Regions from separate parts of the Callithrix jacchus genome. Here region 1 is linked to region 2. Evidence: chromatin contacts called from public Hi-C data. All regions are on one chromosome and are shown on one strand. Each heading gives the region's core, a stretch centred on a gene start, on an enhancer-like site or on the middle of the called end of the contact. The rest is flanking DNA. Distances are from core to core; before and after follow the strand shown. Region 1 overlaps SLC1A2 (solute carrier family 1 member 2). Region 2 has its middle 35 kb from the start of EHF.

The links. A called contact is a pair of places that touch in the nucleus more often than the background predicts.
Region 1: a contact with region 2 is called in a Hi-C map of skeletal muscle, with 15 times the contacts expected there. The contact joins two enhancer-like sites. A contact is called at or near these places in 3 of 3 Hi-C or Micro-C datasets (induced pluripotent stem cells and skeletal muscle).

Annotation. Positions count from the first base shown.
Region 1 is chr10:100,734,434-100,737,133 of calJac240_pri, forward strand. The region is part of intron 3 of SLC1A2 (solute carrier family 1 member 2); the gene reads right to left. Among named protein-coding and RNA genes, the nearest start is that of SLC1A2, 29 kb to the right of the region's middle. Within about 2 kb of position 1,293, at least 2 of the 16 cell types and tissues checked have an H3K27ac peak or open chromatin away from gene starts, as enhancers often do.
Region 2 is chr10:99,958,373-99,961,072 of calJac240_pri, forward strand. No RefSeq gene overlaps it. Among named protein-coding and RNA genes, the nearest start is that of EHF, 35 kb to the right of the region's middle. Within about 2 kb of position 1,424, at least 3 of the 16 cell types and tissues checked have an H3K27ac peak or open chromatin away from gene starts, as enhancers often do.

The sequences.
Region 1 (2,700 bases), core at 43-2,542, 780 kb after region 2:
GACCATCCTGGTCTACATGGTGAAACCCCGTCTCTACTAAAAATACAAAAAAAATTAGCTGGACATGGTGGTGCGTGCCTGTAATCCCAGCTACTCAGGAGGCCGAAGCAGGAGAATTGCCTGAACCCAGGAGGCGGAGGTTGCGGTGAGCCGAGATCGCGCCATTGCACTCCAGCCTGGGTAACAAAACGAAACTCCGTCTCAAAAAAAAAAAAAAAAAAAACCAACACCTCTTTAACTCTTATTTCGTATATTCGAATATTCCAAGAAAAAATGACTCAATACTTAAATCACTGGATAAATTGGCCCAGTTTCCCATTCACATGCACAAGTAGAGAGCCCAGCAGGTGAGGGAGGAGCTCAAGGCTGAGTTCATGGAGTTCCTCATTCTCGTTCCAAAACTACTTCTCAGGTTTCTGGTCTTTTTTTTTTTAACTATCAGTATTTTTATTATTTTGTGTGTGTGTGTGTGTATGTGTGTGAAACCGAGTTTCACTCTTGTCGCCCAGGCTGGAGTGCAATGGCATGATCTTGGCACACTGCAACCTCTGCCTCCCGGGTTCAAGCGATTCTCCTGCCTCAGCCTCCCAAGTAGCTGGGATTACAGCCGTGTGCTACCATACCCAGCTAATCTTTGCATTTTTAGTAGAGGCAGGGTTTCACCATATTGTGCAGGCTAGTCTCGGACTTCTGAACTCAGGTGATCCCCTCGCCTCAGCCTCCCAAAGTGTTGGGATTACAGGCATGAGCCACTGGGCCCAGCCAAGGTTTTGGGGTCTTAAGTATTTCACCTTTCAGGATTTCCATTTGCTATTTTACAAATGAGCGTTCTTTAAAACTAAGAATAGAGATAGTCCACTACAGCCCACAGGTCAAATCCAGCTTGCCATCTATTTTTGTAAATAAACTTTTACTGGAACACATTCTTGCTCATTTATTTACCTGTTGTCTGTGGTTGCTTTTGTGCTGCAACAGCAGAGTTGAGTCATCATGATACAGACTATATGGTTCACAAAGCCTAAAATATGCACTATTTGGCAGAAAAACTTTGTCAACCCCTAAAAGAACATTGGGTGCTTATCATCTGCCAGTCACAATTCTGCAGAGTATCATGACTCAGTTTTACAAAGGAGGCTCTGGGCCATTAAGTAATTTGCCCGAGGCCACGAGACTGGGCAACAAGTCACAGAGCTGGGATTTGAACCCTTGCCAGTCTGACCTCAAAGCCTGTGCTATCATCTCTACCCTGTGTGTACCTTCCCATACACCCTCCAAAACCCTTCCTATCCAGACACAGCCCTGAATTCTACCTCTATAGCAGGGAGAACCAATCAGCCCACCTGACAGTCAGCCAGTCTAGAAGAAAATGGGAACAGGTTTGACTGGGGAAGAAGGGATCTCCTCAGGGAATTTAAAGATTGTTAACTGCTGTTTTAGTTTTAGGACAAGTTAACTGCCTTCTAATTGCCATGCAAACAAATACCGCTCAGGTGTGACCAAAATTTAAGCATTTTAAGTCTTCCCTTGCTTCGGTTAGGAATTTTCCTTAAAACAGCTTGCTTTTCACTTTCAACGCTCATACCTAAGGGCTTCAAACCTCAGATTTGATAGCTCTGGATATCCAAAGTCACTTTAAAAAAAAAAAAAAAAAAAAAAAAAAAAGCATGGGAAAGGCTGCAAATGTTTAGTAGGGCTCTTTTTAAGTGAAAAAGCTAATAACAAATAGTATGTGGAATGATATCTTGATAAATAAATAAAAATCACTCATAACTGTCCTATTCTATGTGTTTGTTCACATGTGTGTGCTCTGAACCCCTCTCATAGCATGTTGGGAATTCTTTTTGCTTACACCTACTTTTAAGTGTTTGTACAATAAAAAACAATGTATTGCTTGCGTAAGTTTTTGTTTCCTGGTTGAAGATGCACATTTTCTGTTTTATTTTCTAAGTACACTGCTGAGCTTTTGCTGTTTTCTACATAGGAAGACACAGAGAATATGAACTCACCCAGATACAGAGGAAAATCAGGATCTTTCAAGGTTCAGACAGGTAGGGCATCCGGCAAGAGTGGGGCTGCAGCGCCCCCATGTGTCTAGGGTAGTGGAAGTCACCAGGAGTAGGCGGAGGAAGCTGGCTTCAGACGCTTGGGGCCAGGGGATCTGCCTTAGGGACTATGGGAATTCCCAGAGCCAATCAGCAGTTAAATGCTTGCTGAGTTTATTTTTCATACTCCATCTTGCCAAACCAGAAATCTGAGAGAGCTAGAGCTCCCAAGGCCCACCCTTTGGCTGCCTAAATTAAGGCTCAGGGGTTCCCATATTTTTTTCCCAGTGGCCGTGGAGGATCTTGGGAAAACTGTCTGGAAGGGATGCCAAGTCCCTCCCAGTGTCTGTTCAAGCGTGGCACCCTTAGGACCTCCCCTTCTGGAAGATTCAGCAGTGCTTGGATGGGAGGGTAGATAAATGTGGCATGAATCCATTTGGAAGGTTTTATACATCTTGAAGTCTCAACTTTAGGTGTGTCAAGGGGGTATTAAGCACAATGGTGCTTAAATCATAGTATATTTCAAAATAGCCAACTTTTTCTAAGCACCTATCTACCTATATGTTCCAGCACTGGTCAAATGAGAGATGACCATCATTATAACCCTCTAAGATAGATGCTATCATACCTACTTTACAGTGGGAATCTATGAGGAACC
Region 2 (2,700 bases), core at 174-2,673:
AAGAATGTCATATGGCTTTTTAGTATGTTCTATAGTCAAGCAAATAACAATTGGATATGGTAGCTGCAGGAAGACTGGGTGCCTCTACAGTTGTTAGGCTGGAAGAACAAGGAATGAGTGATTGATCCCTCACTACTCACCAAGGGGAGAAGCCACTGAGAGCTTCCCTGGAAGCACTTTGTACCTCATCTGGCCCAGAGTAGATTAAATATCAAGTTTCCTCCCTTCTTTCAAGTCCTGGTGCCACCATTGCTGGTGTTGTGACTTCAGGAAAGTTGCTTAACTTTTCCAAACCTTGATTTCCTCATTAGTAATGAGCAATAATTCCCACCATAGGGTGTTTGTAAAGATTAAATAATTTTAAATGCATTGAAGCATGTATGAACTGCAAGGCAATATGCAAACATAAGAGGTGGGAATGACTATGCCTATGATAACGTGGCTCAATTTACACAATAATAGATTTTCACACTTTGCATAAATAATGAGGGTTTCTATACTCAAATCACTGAACTTACTATCTTCAGGATCCAAAATCCCCAAGCCGAAAGCATCCCCTGCTGTTAGGTCAAATATCTCTTGCTGGTTTAGAGTTAAAGCGAACCTTGCTGACTCCTGGGCTGGAAACATGAAACAAAAATTTCAGTTTCCTGATCAATCCATTCTTTCTTCCCCTGGCTTCTGATAGGCCTCCTCCTTATCTTTGTAAACCCTCTAGCTGCGTTGCCAGTTGAAAGAGCCTCTTATCTTCCTCTTCTGCCTCCCATGGCGTTGATAAAAGGCACGAGGGAACATGCAGGATGAAAACGATCCTGGTCCTGCCAGCCTGAATTATTAAAGCATTGCAGGCTAAAGTGTGAGGTGTGTCTATGTTGGGGTGCGGAGTGAGTTGTGGAGCTGGGAGAGAGCTGAATTATTCACATAAACGTGAGAAGATCTGGGTTCTGGTCTTGAAATTCACAAGCCATCTCTCTACAGTATTTCCATTACTCAGTAAAGTAAAGGCATTGGATTTAAGCTTTAAGGACCCTTCTACTTCTTTCTAATTAGAATTCTGTGACCTCACCTCTTGTGGTGGATTAGAAACTCATCACTCTGTTCAGTTATTTCTACATTATGCCACCAGATGGCAATGTTTCCTTAACCCCAAAGAAAGTTTTCGTTCTGGTAAAAAGTCAAGTTTTGTGGCCAACTTTTCCCCCTCTGAACGTGCAAAAGAATGAATTCTCTGAAACTGTGGAGGAAAGAAGTAACTTTCCTTCTGAACTTCTCAGGTGGTTTATAGTGGAAACAGATAGGGCCCCTGTTAAGAGAAGATCTCTCTTCTCTTTGAGGACTGGGAGCTTCAGTCGGAATTTTATCTTCTGTGAGTGCATACATATGGTGGGAACTGGGAGATACTGGAATTGGTGGGTCCTCAGGAGGCTTAGGGGGCTTGGAGATGTGCCCTAGCTGGTCGGCCTACGTGAGCCCTGCAAAACTCTGACTTATAGAGGGGCATCTGGTGCCAAGTTTTTCCAGACAATGCAAAACCAGGAGCTGCCAGATGCACTCACAGCGCAGCTAAAATGGTCCTGGCAGAATCAGACTCTTTGCTCATAAAGGTCAGAGTTGCAAGGGAGCAACATAAAGTCCAGCCCCTTTCTTGGGCAGATGGGGAAATTGAGGCCTAGAGCAGGTCAGCTCTCCTGATTCTATCTCCTTGCCAAATTACTTTGTACTTAAACATCTCAAGTAGACTTTTCAAATGTCTCATCTTGCTGTATTCAGCTAGCATACCGTGTTAAGCCTGTTGGCCTCCGGGCCTGCCACGCCTCCACATCTATACACACCAGGGCATGCTGCATGCACTCAGTGAGACTCCAACAGTTGACAGATTGGTTCAAAGCCATCCAACAGCAGATCTAGCCAGTTGAGTAGAAAAGTCTTTAAAGTAATTGCTTATTAATCTGCAAAACAAATCTCATAGCAGGTTTTTTTTTTTTTGCATTTAACAACAATATAATAACAACAAATGTTTATTTAGTGTTTCCTGTGGACCAGGCTCTGTGTTAAGCACTTAACATCACTGTGTCATGCACTTTTCCTAATAAAGCTGTGAAATAGTTATTACAGAGACTCAGAGAGGTTAGGTAACTTGCCCCAGGTCACAGAGCTGGAAGAAACAGAGCCAATAGTCACACCGTGTTTTGCTTAATTCCAGATTTGATCTTCTAGGCTCTATGCTGTGCTGCCTCTTCATGACGGTTTTTCTCATTTACAGGATCTGATGCGGAAACTTACCAGTTTCTTATGGGAACAGCAGTCACCTCTCATCATTTTCCTGTTGTGACATGAAGTCTCAGTGATAGCGAGCAGGCTTAGGGCCTATAGAGTTGGTAATATCAGCATCACACCTACAGGACATTTAGAATGTGGACTCCAGGGATATTGAGAGATACTCCTGCATAAAGCTGCCAGCACCCGCGTCCAAGAAACACTCAGAATCTAGGTCTCCTTGGACATTTTCCCCACTGCCTACAAAAGCAAAGAGGAACAGGCAGTGCTGGGGACCGAGGGGGTGAACAGTCCTAATGGAAGCTAGCATGTTGGGAGTCTCCTCCATGTCATGCTCTGAGAGAAGTGCATGCACAATCTCATTTGGACCTTGTGACAGCGTGAAGTAGCAAGGACCCCATCCTCACAGGGGGCAATGTCTGC